3 separate regions of the Mus musculus genome follow, and regions 2 and 3 are each linked to region 1. A link is a contact called in public promoter capture Hi-C data. All regions are on one chromosome and are shown on one strand. Each heading gives the region's core, a stretch centred on a gene start, on an enhancer-like site or on the middle of the called end of the contact. The rest is flanking DNA. Distances are from core to core; before and after follow the strand shown. Region 1 holds the start of Vps13c (vacuolar protein sorting 13C). Region 2 holds the start of Rnf111 (ring finger 111). Region 3 holds the start of Bnip2 (BCL2/adenovirus E1B interacting protein 2).

Region 1 (4,502 bases), core at 1,297-3,796:
TGGGGCTCACACTCCTCACTAGGCCGTACTTCCTCCTTTCCCGGCTGGGCCACGCCATGCTTCTGTGTCCAAGTCTCACTGCCTTCCATACCCAGGGCATCCCTTTGTTGTATATTTATTGCTTACCTCAAGTCAACAGCAACAGACATTGTTTTAACTCCCTCAGTGACTGGTCAGTAGGAGCACAGGCAGGGAGAGGGAGGGAGAGGGACGTGGCTTTAGTCATTTACTGTGGTAAAATATCCAGCAAAGCAACTTCAGCTTTGATTTGGCTCTAGGAACAGAATTCATCAAGCTGTGGAAGTCAAGGCAGTAGGAGCTTGGAGCAGCTAGCCATGTGACATCCGTGATAAAGACAGGGGTGGGGTGGAGGTGTGTGTGTGTATGCGTGTGTGTCTGTGTGTGTGTGTGTGTGTGTGTGTGTGTGTGTGAGAGAGAGAGAGAGAGAGAGAGAGAGAGAAACACAGAGAGAAAAACAGAGACAGAGACAGAGACAGAGACAGAGTCAGTCTTATGCTCAACTCTCTTCTTTTTAGACAGTTCAGGATCGCACCCTCCAGCATGGTGCCACTCTCCGTGGACAGGGCTTCCTACCTCATTTATCCATATCAAGCTAATCCCCTACTGGCGTGCCCAGAGGCCTATCTCCCAGGTGGCTTCATATCTTATCAAATTGACAATTGAGATCAACCATCCCAAAGAGTATGATTAGAAAGAATTTAGGGACTGGCATGCCTGCCTATCTCCCAGGTGGTTCCATATCTTATCAGATCGACAATTGAGATTAACCATCCCAAGGGGTATGATTAGAAAGAACTTGGGGACAGCCCAGAGAGAACGTTCTAAATGTTGGGAGTTGTTGAATAAGATTGAAGAGTATATTGTAAATATTAGGTTATTACTTTTTAGTGTGTTGAGAACAAACCAAAAGAAAATTATTCTAAGCACTTTATTCATTTGCAGACTCTACTTAATCATAGGGAGAAACTAAATTCAAGGTCCCAGGCCCTAGGGGAGCTTAGGACTTCCCAATAGCAGAACAGCTTCTGTTGAAAGGAAACAGTTGTCTGAGTCCAGACATCTCAGGGACAACTAACTTCTCCATCTTGCTGGCAGGATCACACTAAGGTCATGTTCCCAGGCCAGGAACCAACTCCTATCCTGATTGGTGGAAACTCTCTTGCTCAAACCCTCATGTCAAAATCTAATAGGACAATGCTGCATCCCACCCAGCTCCCCTTCTCTGGTTTCATCCTTTAAATGGGCTGTACAGCATCTCTTCAGCATTGCAGTTCAGCTCCTGAGTCTGCTCGGCCCCAGTGGATCAGTAACGGTTTGATGTCAATAAAATTTTGTCATCTGCATTGACCTGGTGTTTGAGTTGTGTTGGAGTTAAGTGGACCCCAAACAGTAGGTGACTAACAGATTTCTCTGTGCTCTGGAAAAGTGAGTTCTGGTGACAGTCTGAGGGCTAGATCGAAGGAAAGAAAAGGGTTGGGGGCTAGTGGGGCAGTTAGTAGGTACCAGTGAGCTGGTGCAAGCAAGACAGAATTAAGGCAACAGAATCACTATAGAACAGGCAGACTTGCTGTTCATTGGTTATACACAGGGAAGGTGAGAAGGTCTAGGTTTAGTCCGAAGGAGCAAGGGAAACAGATGGTTAAGGATTTATGTATGTGGCAAGAGTGGAAGAACGGTAGGTCTTTGTTAGTTATTGGTTAGCACTGTCCTTTTTTTTTCTTTTCTTCCCTATTATGTATGACTAGGCTGGCCTTGTACTCACAGAGATCTGCCTGAGGCTAACGATGCCGCTCACCATGCCCAGACTTTACTTTTAAGTTGCATTTGTTTGTTTGTTTGTTTGTTTGTTTATTTATTTATTTTTGAGACAGGGTCTTACTATGTATCTTTGGTTTTCTCTCTGTGTGTTTGCATGCATGCAAGGTATAATGAGTATGGAGGTCACAACAACTTGAAAGTGTCTGTTCTCTCCTTCCACCATTGAGTTTCAGAATTGAACTCAAATCATCAGACTTAGCAGCGTGCACCTTTACGGGCAGAGCCATCTCACCAGTCTATTGTATTACTTAAAAAAAATAATTCTTAATACAGGGCCTCATATAGCCTAGTCTGGTCTGGAACTGACTGTGTAGCCTAGCCTTGAACTAGCTTTGTAGCCTGGCCTTGAATTGGCTATGTAGCCAAGGATGACCTTGAAATTCTGACTCTCCTTGGTCTCCCCAGTTGCTGGGGTTAAGAGAAGTGCATTACTATGCCGCGATTATGAGATGCTCAGGACTCGAACACAGCTTTGTGCAGGAGAGCGACAGCACCTTACCCCAGGCCTGTCTCCCTGTCTCTCTCTCTCTCTGTCTCTCTGTCTCTGTCTCTGTCTCTGTCTCTCTGTCTCTCTCTCTCTCTCTCTCTCTCGTTGCCCCCCCCCCCCCCCGCAATCGCGGAGGTGGGGGTGGGGTCACGCCTGCGCACTGGCGGCGTCGCGCACGCGCGGCGCGGGGCGGGGCGGGGCGGGGCGGGCCGCAGCTGTCAGTCTCTGCGCCGGCCACAGCCCTCCCCTGCGCGCTGCGTTCCGGCTCCTCCCTCTCCCGCCTCCTGGTCCCCGCCATGGTGCTGGAGTCGGTGGTCGCTGACTTGCTGAACCGCTTCCTAGGGGACTACGTGGAGAACCTGAACAAGTCCCAGCTAAAGCTGGGGATCTGGGGCGGTAAGCGCGATGCCACGGCCTACCGGCGTGGGAAAGGGGGCTGCGCGTGTGGGAGCCTGAGGACCCCGTGACCTCGCTGGGCTTGCCCCTGCTGTCGATGTAGCCACACAGGGGCAGCGCGCTGCTTAGCAGTCCCCATCAATGCCTCAGAATAAAACAAGGAAAAAAAAGTAATTATTTACCTCAGCAGCGGACGTCAGAGTGTGGCTCATGCTCCCTACGGTGCCAGATTGTCTCCCCTTGCATCTCATAGCCCCAGGACCAGGCTTCCTGGTTCCCAGCCCGGGGAGGTAGGATGGGCAGGGGTGACAGTGAGAAGAAAGGCATGTCTTGTCCCCTAGGACTTTTAACTCAGAGATTCCTACCATTGCCCACTTCCTAGTTAGGTAGAGGGCTCTGCAGGTTTTTGTTTTTGTTTTGAAATAGACATTCGAGCCACTGGCCAGAGGCATGATTAATTAGGGTTGTCTGCTAGGATGCAAATTCGAGAAAACCTGCTAAGGTTATTATCCTGACGATTAGGAGTAGAAAAGTCTTATGATAAGCAGCCTACTTCTGCATTCTTCAGTAAACTTGGATTTGGGAGTGTATCTCAGTGGCAGAACTTGTGCTTCGAGCCTCCTCAGCACCGTAGAATACCAAAACAGATTGGGTGTTTGGAGGGTATGGGGGGGTGTGCTTGTATTCATATACTAAGTTACTATAAGGCTTGAGAATTTTGTCAGCTTTGGGAGGAAATTAAAAAAATAACATCCAACTTAAATGGATGGAGCTACTTTTAATTGTCAGCGATTTAAGTATAGGCTGGGTCTGTCAGGTTGGCATTTGCCAATGGAGAAACTAGCTGTTAGGTGCTTGAAATGTGGTTACTTGCTCTGAGTATAAAGTACTCTGGGTTTTGAAGATAAGCATTTTTCCTAATGGAGGACCAAAAAAAATTAGCATCTCAATAAATTTTATGTTGGCTACATGTTGAAATGGTATTTGACTAGATTTGAGTTAAATACATTATTAAAATTCAGACCCATCATCAACTACAAGGTCAATTTATGATGAGGTTACAAGAAATATAATCAGGAAGCTAAAAGGCATAGGCTGTTCCCATCCGCTCTGCTCGGCTTGCTTATCGCTATACCTAGCACGAGCAATTACAAAGGATTTCCACATTATGTCTATCAAAACTCTGGGCTCCTAAAATCGGTGATTAGGGAGAGGCACCCTATTTTTATTGGACAATGTGAATTATGACTAGTCTCCTGAATTACATTGGAACACATATTTATTTTATTTTAAAACAGGTTTCTTTCCATAAATACACATTTTGTGTACCCGTCCCTGCTACATAATACAAAAGGAAAAGTTTTTAAAAGGAGCATCCAGATCCTTCTGCACAAAGAGAGGGCGAGTGTTTCTTTAGAATTCTCGCAGTAATGTCAGTTATTCTTTGTGAAACGGTTTTGAAAAGAGTGCTTCAGGTCAGCGTGAACTCTAAGCTAGAACTCCTATAGTTCTAGGCCTGCTAGTGTGTTGGGCAAGCCATTTACAGTAAAAGTAAAAGTAAGTAAAAACCTTTGGTTTTTCTTTCCGCTTCCACAGAGAAAGCGATTGTATGTTCAGAGGAGTTTGAATCACACCTGACAAGATGACATTCCCATTAACCACTCCTCGGGTTTTACTGGTTGCCTGGTCCTGACTTTAGTTCTTTTAAAAAAGAAATAAAATGTATGGGTACGGTTGAAGATTCCTTCACTACCAAATCGTGCTCACTTTTAAGGGTTGG
Region 2 (4,502 bases), core at 1,387-3,886, 2.7 Mb after region 1:
ATGACATCTTTAAGACTTTTAAGCTATGAATGTTTTGATACAATGAATTTTCTATTTCATATTTTCAACTTAAAAAAAAAAACTGTACTCAGATGCACCTGCTCAAAAACTTACTGCTCTTTAGCTTTATGCAAATAAACTGCTGTTCTCTTAGAATATCAGTAGAAACATGTCTCAATTTCTTACAAATATGAAACACCAAAACAAAACTTGCTGAATATAACCCCAGCTAGCACACATTCTTCATTAAGCCTAATTATTTTTATTATAGCTTTTTTCAACTATAAACTCGAGACCCAAGTACAATGACAGAAACCTGCAGTCCCAGCTCCTTTGGAGGCTGAGGCAGAAAGATTTCTGAGTATAGGAGCTAAAGACTGACTATTTCTAGTGAACCATCTGGGATACAAGTGACCAATATACAGAGAACAAAGGGGAAAGATGACAAAAGAAAACACACATACATGACACCCAACCCTGATTATTAAGAAAAAAACTACTAGAGACAGGCGAATTTCTGAGTTCGAGGCCAGCCTGGTCTACAGAGTGAGTTCTAGGACAACCAGGGCTATACAGAGAAACCCTGTCTCGAAAACAAACAAACAAACAAACAAAAATTATTCTTGCTAATTTTCCCCACTATCATTCACCCAACTCACAAATGCCCTCAGTAATTTTTTCAGATACTACTGAGACTCTGAGGTAACAAGCAAGCAGGATACAATGAAATAATTTGTCCATGGTTACACCCTAAGAAAGTAGCAAAAGTAATATATATTTTGGGGGTGGGTATTTAAAATAGGATCTCTCTACATAGTATGGGCTGTTGTAGAACTCACTATATACACCAAGCTAGGCTCTGCCTCCCAAATGTTAGGATTAAAGGCAACTCGAGCCATCACACACTCAGCACTCCTGCTACAAAAGTAATTTAAAGCTAAATTGTTTCTCTTCAAAATAGAAGAGCTTCCTTAAAACCTATGTCACAATGTAACACAATATTACAATGACCAGTTTCTACTAAACCTTTTTACTAAAATAAAAACAAAACAAAAAATCACTTAGTTACAAACTATCAAAATATAAATCCAGACCTGGAAAAATGGTTTGTTGTCAAGAGTGCTTACTATGCTGGCTGAGGACCCAATCGGGACTCAGCACCTATACAGGGCAGTGCAAAACCTCCTTTAACTACCACTCCAGAGTACTAGGTCCTCTTCCGGCCTCAGAGGCACCTGCACTCACATGTACAGACCCCACACACTGGTATATACGCACATGAAGGTTTTGGGGTTTGTTTGGGTTCTTTAACGTAGACTCAAAAGCTAAGTAAAATCAGAATTCTTGAAAGGACATCTGTATTAAGTCACGTGAGAGCTATTGCAAAGACAAATGGTAAAGATATGAGGAACCTCTGTTCATCTTTTTTTTGATTTTGCTCTCTTTGGTTAAAGAGGTCCCCAAAACAAGAAAATTAAAGATAAAAGTGCCAAATGGAACTAAGTTTGGATCAAGTCAGGTTCAAGAGCTGTCAGAACTCTGACAATGAGGTCTCTGTCAGCTGGCTCACTCACTGCTACTCAGGAGTTCTAAACTCATTCTGTACATAAATCAAGGAACAGGAAAGCTCTCAACAATACAATGGAGTCACCCCAGACATGAGCAAATTAAGTGAAGGCGCTAGCTACAACTTCCTGGTTTTTTGGTTTTTGGTTGTTGTTTTTTTTGGACGCTAAAAAGTCACACTTTTTTTTTAAAATTATCTATAAAGCTCTATAATCTAAGAAGTGTGGTGACAAACCTCTATTTCTCCAGAACAAAAACCGATATTTCCACCGCACCACTGCTGACTCCGATCAATTATCTAGGCAGGATAAAGAAAACATCTTTTTTTAATGACTAACCAGCCAACTCCACACAATATCAGACGCGCCTGTCTTCTGCTCCGCGGACTGCGCGTGCCCGCCCGCACCGGGCGGCTCCCGGCTCCAGCCGGGGTTACCTTCCTCACTCCATTGTCACCCCCACTCCTCGGCCCTGAGCCCCAGTCCCGCTGGCGAGCGGCGGCCCCGGGGCGCAATCCCCTCACCCACCCCCTCCCAAGAGGCCGTGGGTGTGTCCGCGGGCGGACTCTTGCCCGGACACAATGAGCCACTCCGCGCCGTCCGGGACCCGCGGTCATTCCCCTGTCGCCGACCCGGGCCGGCCGCCGCGGCCCTTCCTCTTTCTCCCTCCTGCTCGGCCCCTCCCCCGCCGCGCGCAAGCGCCACCGCGCCGCTCCCCTCCCCCGCACCCCCCCCCCTTCCGCCGGCGCCCTCACCCGAGTCCGCAGGCCCCGTGCGGCCAGGTCCCGGACTCGCTGGCGCGGGGCTGGGGAACAGCGCTCGGCCGGGTGAGGCTGAGGCGGGCCGGGCGGCTCTCCTCAGGAGGGCGTCTGTCAACACCGCCGCCGCGGAGCGTGAGGCTGAGCCTGGCTCGGCTGGACCCGGCTCCGAGCACCCGATCGCGGCCCACGCGCGCTCGCGACCCTGAACGGCCGGCGTGCCTTACGCCGCGCAGCACCAGCGCCCCGCCACCATCGCCGTCGCCGCCGCCGCAGCCTGGGCCGGCCCTCCCCGACTGCGCGAGCGCGACACCGGGGCCCTTTTACGACAGTTCGGAAAGCGAGCGCTCCGGACCCTCACGCCCTCTCACAGCAGTATGTCTGCGCATGTGCGGGCCAGGGACCGCCCCCCTGCGTCCCAGTCCTTCCTCTTTGCACTGGCTTAGGCGAACTGTTGGCCCAGTGGGACTAAGTTAAAAATAAGGTGGTTGGGTTCACTTTCTTCCGTGATTTCGGGCTCAACAGTGCTTCAGCATAATTCCGCCTACGTACTGGTTGCTTTTTCTCAAACTAAAAATTATTCCAGCTTACTGATTGCACTAGTCGCGCCTTTAAATAAAAAAACAAAAAAACACGGGTTAGTGTCTTTCTCAGCAGATGATACCCAAAACAGAGATCTCATCTCACTGGTGAAGTGAATTTTCAAAATCATTTCAAATGTATTATTAGGTAGCCTGGGAGCTATACAATCGCAGATGACTTCTTAATTGCCTCACAAAACCCAGAAGATTGCAGTTTTTATTGTGTGCCCTAGAAGGATGTAAGGACAGAGAGTGGGCTCTGCAGTCAATCAGACAGATTTCCGGTCAGAAAGCAAAGTGAGGGTGCCCAAGCTGACTTATTAACACCTTTATAAATCTCAGTTTCCTCTTCTATAAAACATGATAGCCTTATATGCTTCAAAATGATCTTGTGAGGTCAAATATGACGACTTAAAGTACCTTATATTACCAATTAAGTATTTAACAAGCATTAATAACCTCCTTCTACATCAGCTCGTCGATAATATTCACTCATGTTCTCCATATTTAGTGAAGGTGATTTTTTGGCTTGGTTTGGTTTGGTTTTGGTTTTTCGAGACAGAGTTTCTCTGTGTAGCCCTGGCTGTCTTGGAACTCACTCCAGAGACTCAGAGATCCACCTGACTCTGCCTCCCAAGAACTGGGAGTATTTTTAAATTTTAAAAGAAGAAGAAATGGAAAACATTGGATTTGGATTTCCTCAGCCTCCCTAGTTGCTGCCCTCTACAAGTAGAATTCTATCGGGACTATCAAAGCCCAGGACTTTTTTGTTTTGTTTTGTTTTGTTTTGTTTTGTTTCCGGGCTTGGTTAGGTTTGGTTTTTTTCGAGACAGGGTTTTTCTGTATTGCCCCGGCTTTCCTGGAACTCACTCTGTAGACCAGGCTGGCCTCGAATTCAGAAATCTGCCTGCCTCTGCCTCTGCTTCTGGGACTAAAGATGTGTGCTTCTTGGGTTGGGGACTTTAGGTTAGAGGCAAGACTTGTCTGTTCTGATCAGGTAGAGTTTTTGAAGTGTCTAATGTTTACCCAAAGGCTTGAACTTAGTTGGTTGTTGAGTGTGTTAATCTAAAACTAAGTAGACCACTGGGCTAATGATGGAGATTCGGATTCATTAACTTACATTTCTGACAGTTGAAGCAAGCATTTTGGTAAGGTCAACCAGAGTAGAAATGAGAGGAAATAGATATGTGGAATGTTTGTTATTTAAAGAGCTGAAGTGAAAGGAAATTCTAGGAGGAGTTGAATGTGTTAGAGAGGGAGGGAGGGAAGGAGGAAGGAAGAGAAATTGAGTCAAGATATATAGGTAGTAAAAAATTAGGAGGAAATTTAGCAATAAAGAGTATGATCATGGATTCATGAAATGCTGTTGGTTGAGCAATAGAAAGATCTGTAAACTTGACCAGCTTCATAGATTATCTTGACATAGAGAACAGAGTTTCTCTATGAAGTTGGTTTTGACACTCGGGTATTGTTTGACATAATCAAAAGATGATTTTGGTTGTCACAACTGGGGAAATGTTGCTGACATCTTGTAAGAGGTACTAAGCACCAAGCCATGGGCAGGACACCACCCACAACAAAGAGTCATCTGGGCTGTG
Region 3 (4,502 bases), core at 581-3,080, 2.1 Mb after region 1:
TCCACAGTTTCTAATGTTTTAACAGTAAAGATAAATAGTTCATGAAAGGAAAATGTTGCAGAGTATCTTACTCAGAACCAAACATTGAATCAAGTCATGTTCTGTTACTAAAATGAGGAAACTCAAGACCACAAAAACCTCACTCTCTGGCATGATTGCAAACGATTTTCTGCCACCGTGTGGGGAACTCTGCACACTGCAGAACTAAAATACAAATTGGAACTCCGGAAAAATCTGTAACTGGAGAGAAAATGCTTCCTGTGGCCAAGTGGTTTAACTAAAACTTTGTGGATCTGTTTGTCATGTTTCCCCCTCCAGCAATTAAGAAAATTGCTAGGGGAAATAATACTAACACAGATGATAGCAACATTCCAAGCGCCCATCTCAGATACATGTACTGTTCTGTCTCAAAAGCCCCATGAGGCGGGCATTATTTTTTTCTCCATTTTATAGGTAAGTCACAGAGCTCTTAACTCTCTGCCAACAGAGAACAAATCTAAACTGTATCTCTAAAGAACTGTGTTTTGGATCCATTTAAAATAGTTTTGACTTCACCATTCCTTTTAGGAGTAATAGGCTTGCCCAAATAGTTACCTACTAGCTCTCTGGACAGGTTGAGCACGTTCAACTTCTAAGAGGGATGACCTTGCCCTCCAAAATAACAGCCCCTTGAAGCTGCTTAAAAGGACAGCTCATAGACGGAAGCCATTCAAAAAAATTGTTAATGGCCCACACAGAAAAGTACAGAAGTTGAGATCTTTTGAGAATTTTTTATTGGTTATTTTATTTATTGACATTTCAAATGTTATCCCCTTCCCAGTTTCCTCTCCACAAACCTCTTATCCCCTCCTCCCCCTTTTTGAGGATTTTTTTTTTTTACGACAGCCAATTTTAGGACTGTTGACTGTGATAATAAAATATTTTACATTTACTGACTTCACTTTTATTTTCATTTTTTCTACGTCATCAAGATAGGACCCACAAATAACTGGGAAAAGCATGTTTTAAAGCAATAGTTCTAAACTTTCCTAAAGCTGGGACCCTTTAGTACAGTTCCTCATGTTGTGGAGACCCCCAACCACAAAATTACTCCGTTGCAACTTCAGAACAGTAATATTGCTACAGTCGTGAATCGTAATGAAATTTCCTATGATCTCGGGACCTTCGGAAGGTCCGGAGTTCAAATCCCAGCAACCACATGGTGGGAACGGAAAGTTCAGATAATAGAGTGCCTACCTAGCAGCAGTCAGGAAGCCCTAAGTTGTCTCTATCTCTACCACAATGTGGTAACAATCATGTAGATAATCTCAGCTCTCTGGAGACTGGGGCAGGAAAATTAGTTTTCAAGGTTATTTCAGATACACTGGAAGGAATTCAAGGCCAACTCGGAACACAGGAGAGGAGTCTGGGGAGGAGAGGGGTGGGGTACTTATTACTCTCTCAGAAGCATTACTGGAGAGAAAAACTATTCACGTCGGAAAATTCTATCAAAGTAGATTCTTCTAGGACCTGGCTATCGTACATAAGACATCGACTATTTTTCACCCCCTTTTCATTCACTCTGTAATATAGTTAATATAATGTCAAGTAAAGGAAAACAGAGAGAAACGAATAGCTCTTTCAAGACAGCGAGGTTAGGTCCCTACAGTAACGTTAAGTGCGTGAGCCTTAGAAAGCTGCGCCCTCCTCCTCCCTCGCCAGCAGCAAGCCAAAGCCTTAGCTGGCCCGGGACAGAAGGGCTCACGGCTGCGCATGCGCAGAGAGGAAGCCCGCCGAGGATTTTAGGAAAACGCCCCGCCCCCGCTTCCTCCCTCGGCCGCGCCCGGCGCCGGTCCGGAGGTGGTCACTTCCGCCGGGGCGTACGCACTGAATCCGGGTCAGCTGCAGCCGCCCGGACTGCAACTAAGATCGTCCGGGAAAAGCTGGGCCCCGTCTCCACAGCCGACCAAGGGCAGCGGGCTCTGCCCGGCGCCGCTTTCTGCGACCTGGCCGTCAGCCCCACGTCGCCGGCCTGGAGGGGCAAAGAGGACGAGGGGGCCGCGGCTTCCTCCGGGGTGAGCACGGCTTGGGTAGCGGGCCGGGCTACGGCACAGCCGGAGGGCTGCGGGAGGATCGGCCAGGCCAGGCGGGGGTGGCGGCCGTGGACTGGCGCGTTCGCGTTCCGGGTCCGAGCGCTGCCGGGCCCCGCCCTGCCTCGGACGCTGGTGCCAGGCTCTCGCCCCCTTCCTTTTTCCGTCTGTGGCCCGAAAGCCTGGAGCGGAACCTCCCGGTTCCTGGCTTCCCCTAGCCTCGTTTGTTCCGTGTTCCTAACCGGCGTCAGTCCAGAGCAGAACAAAGAAACTTGGGCGTGTAGTGCACCCCATAGCCTCGGGGGGATGGACGCAGACAGCATACACAGACAGCATCCTATAAGTCATCAGGGCTCTCTTGAACCTTCCTGAGTGTGATATCCTATTGTAGGGTGTGTACGTCAATGCCTGATCCTTGGCTGTTCTCAGACACTTAACCTCTTCATTTAAATACCGGCTAGGATGCTTTGGATTGCTGTATGCATGCGATGCCACTGGAGAATTCTTCCTAAGTCTGTTCACGTTCAAGCAGAAACTTATTTGGATCTATATTACGTTACTTCGAAACTTCCTTTGTCCTAGGAACTCTATGAGGACACAACTTTTGCAGTGTTTATCAAAGTATTTCTATAAAAGTGCCTTTCATCTGCAATTGCATCTTAGTATTGCTTTCTTTTGCGTCACTTTTAATTAGGATGTTTTCCCTTATACTTGAATTCCCATCTTCAATGAAATGCACGTTTTCTTATGATTTATTAGAATCCTTTAATTGTAGAGGGTTTTTTTTCTCAAAGGTTTTTTTTTTTTAATGTGTCTTGTCATGTGGTATAGGCGACTGCAGAGGGCATCGGAACCCCTGGAGCTGCTAGCATTATAGGCTGTTGTGGTGGGAACCGAAATAGGCTCCTGTGAAGAGCAGCAAGCATGCTTAACTACTGACCCACTCCTCTAGCCTTCACTTGTAGAAACTCTGTAATTCATGAGTGGGTGTTCCTTCAAAGTTAGAGTTGAAGTTATCTAGTTTAGTTACCCATACATGAAGTTACCAATGTTTGGTTGCCTCGCACATTATTTTTTTGGCTTGGTTCTTAATCAATCTCTATCTCTCAATGCCATTCTTAGGTCTTTTCTAACTTGCTGGACTAGGAAATGTGACATGTGCATAGCGTAGGGACTGAATTACCATAAACCAACATACTTACATCTTTAGGCATCGCAGGACCTTTCACCCTTAAGTATAACCACATTTGGTTTTACAGACAGGTTTGTTATAGATCTGGGGATCAGGACATAGGGTCTGTCTTTTGCCTCTTGTCTAAGCTAAATGGCTAATGACATTGCATTCGACCTCACTGTCTTAGTTTGGGGTTTACTGCTGTGAACAGACACCATGACCAAGGCAAGTCTTATAAAAAAACAACATTTTAATTGGGGCTGGCTTACAGGTCCAGAGGTTCAGTACATTATCATCAAGGTGGGAGCATGACAGTATCCAGGCAGACATGGCACAGGCAGAACTGAGAGTTCTACATCTTCATTCCAAAGGCTGCTAGTAGAAGACTTCCCAGGCAACTAGGGTGAGGGTCTTAAGACCACACCCACAGTGACACACCTATTCCAACAAGGCCACACCTCCAAATGGTGCCACTCCCTGGTCCAAGAATATACAAACCACGACACTCACACCTGTTGGGCACTGACGCTCTAACTACTCATTAGTTTTTAATGGGTAGAGAAGTAAAGGTGAAATACTCTTTGGGGCAGTGGTCCTGATTGTTCTCTCTGTAGCGATGAGAGAAGGGGACATCTGAGAACAAAAGGCTATGTTTCTAGACCAAGAGTGGCTTCGGCTGGCAGTATTCAAGGTCTTATGCTAAGATTACATCCTACGAAGCAAGCAAGCAAGCAAGCAATATCACAGATAGTCCTGACTTGGCATTATAACCAGCTTCTAACAAGCAGACTGTTTGAGATCAGGTGTTAGAGTTTGGTCTACTTAAAGGTGCCAACACATCTCTAATACCTTCTGCATACTGATAGTTTAATAAATGTATTCTAGGTGTTTAGCCTATGCTATGTTTTTAACAGTTCTGAGAGAAGTTAGCACCATTCTAGTTTGCTGGTTGTGTGTGTGCACATGTGTGAACGTTGCTGTGGAAGCATTTTGTTCTTGAAAGCCCTACATGATCATACTAAGGGAGATAGCTCAGTCTGTAAGGGCACTTGTCTAGAAAGCCTGAACCCCTGAGTTTGACTCCCAGAGCCCACATAAGCCAGCTGTAATCCCTGCAGTCCTATGGCAAGATGGGAGGAGGGGACAAGAGAAACTTCTTGAAGTTCCTGGCCAGCTAAACTGGGAGCATGAAGCAATCGAAGAAAGTAGAAGAGAGATCCTGCCTCGGAATAAAGTGGACAGAGAGAACCACGCCGGAA

What was found. Promoter capture Hi-C pulls out the DNA fragments that hold promoters and counts their contacts. Capture Hi-C pulls out chosen DNA fragments and counts their contacts.
Region 2: a contact with region 1 is called in a promoter capture Hi-C map of liver, with 4 times the contacts expected there. The contact joins the promoter of Rnf111 here to the promoter of Vps13c in region 1. A contact is called at or near these places in 1 of 39 promoter capture datasets (liver) and 1 of 9 other capture datasets (adipose tissue).
Region 3: a promoter capture Hi-C map of liver shows a contact between it and region 1, with 2.8 times the contacts expected there. The contact joins the promoter of Bnip2 here to the promoter of Vps13c in region 1. A contact is called at or near these places in 1 of 39 promoter capture datasets (erythroid cells), 1 of 115 datasets of contacts at active chromatin or transcription factors (astrocytes) and 1 of 9 other capture datasets (liver).

Annotation. Positions count from the first base shown.
Region 1 is chr9:67,837,805-67,842,306 of GRCm38.p6, forward strand. Vps13c (vacuolar protein sorting 13C) reads left to right here and starts at 2,547. Exons shown (of 85, transcript NM_177184.4): 1 at 2,547-2,722. The coding sequence starts at 2,623.
Region 2 is chr9:70,501,139-70,505,640 of GRCm38.p6, forward strand. Rnf111 (ring finger 111) reads right to left here and starts at 2,637. Exons shown (of 15, transcript NM_033604.3): 1 at 2,321-2,637; 2 at 1,802-1,864.
Region 3 is chr9:69,987,636-69,992,137 of GRCm38.p6, forward strand. It overlaps Bnip2 (BCL2/adenovirus E1B interacting protein 2), which reads left to right and starts at 1,831. Exons shown (of 11, transcript NM_016787.4): 1 at 1,831-2,054.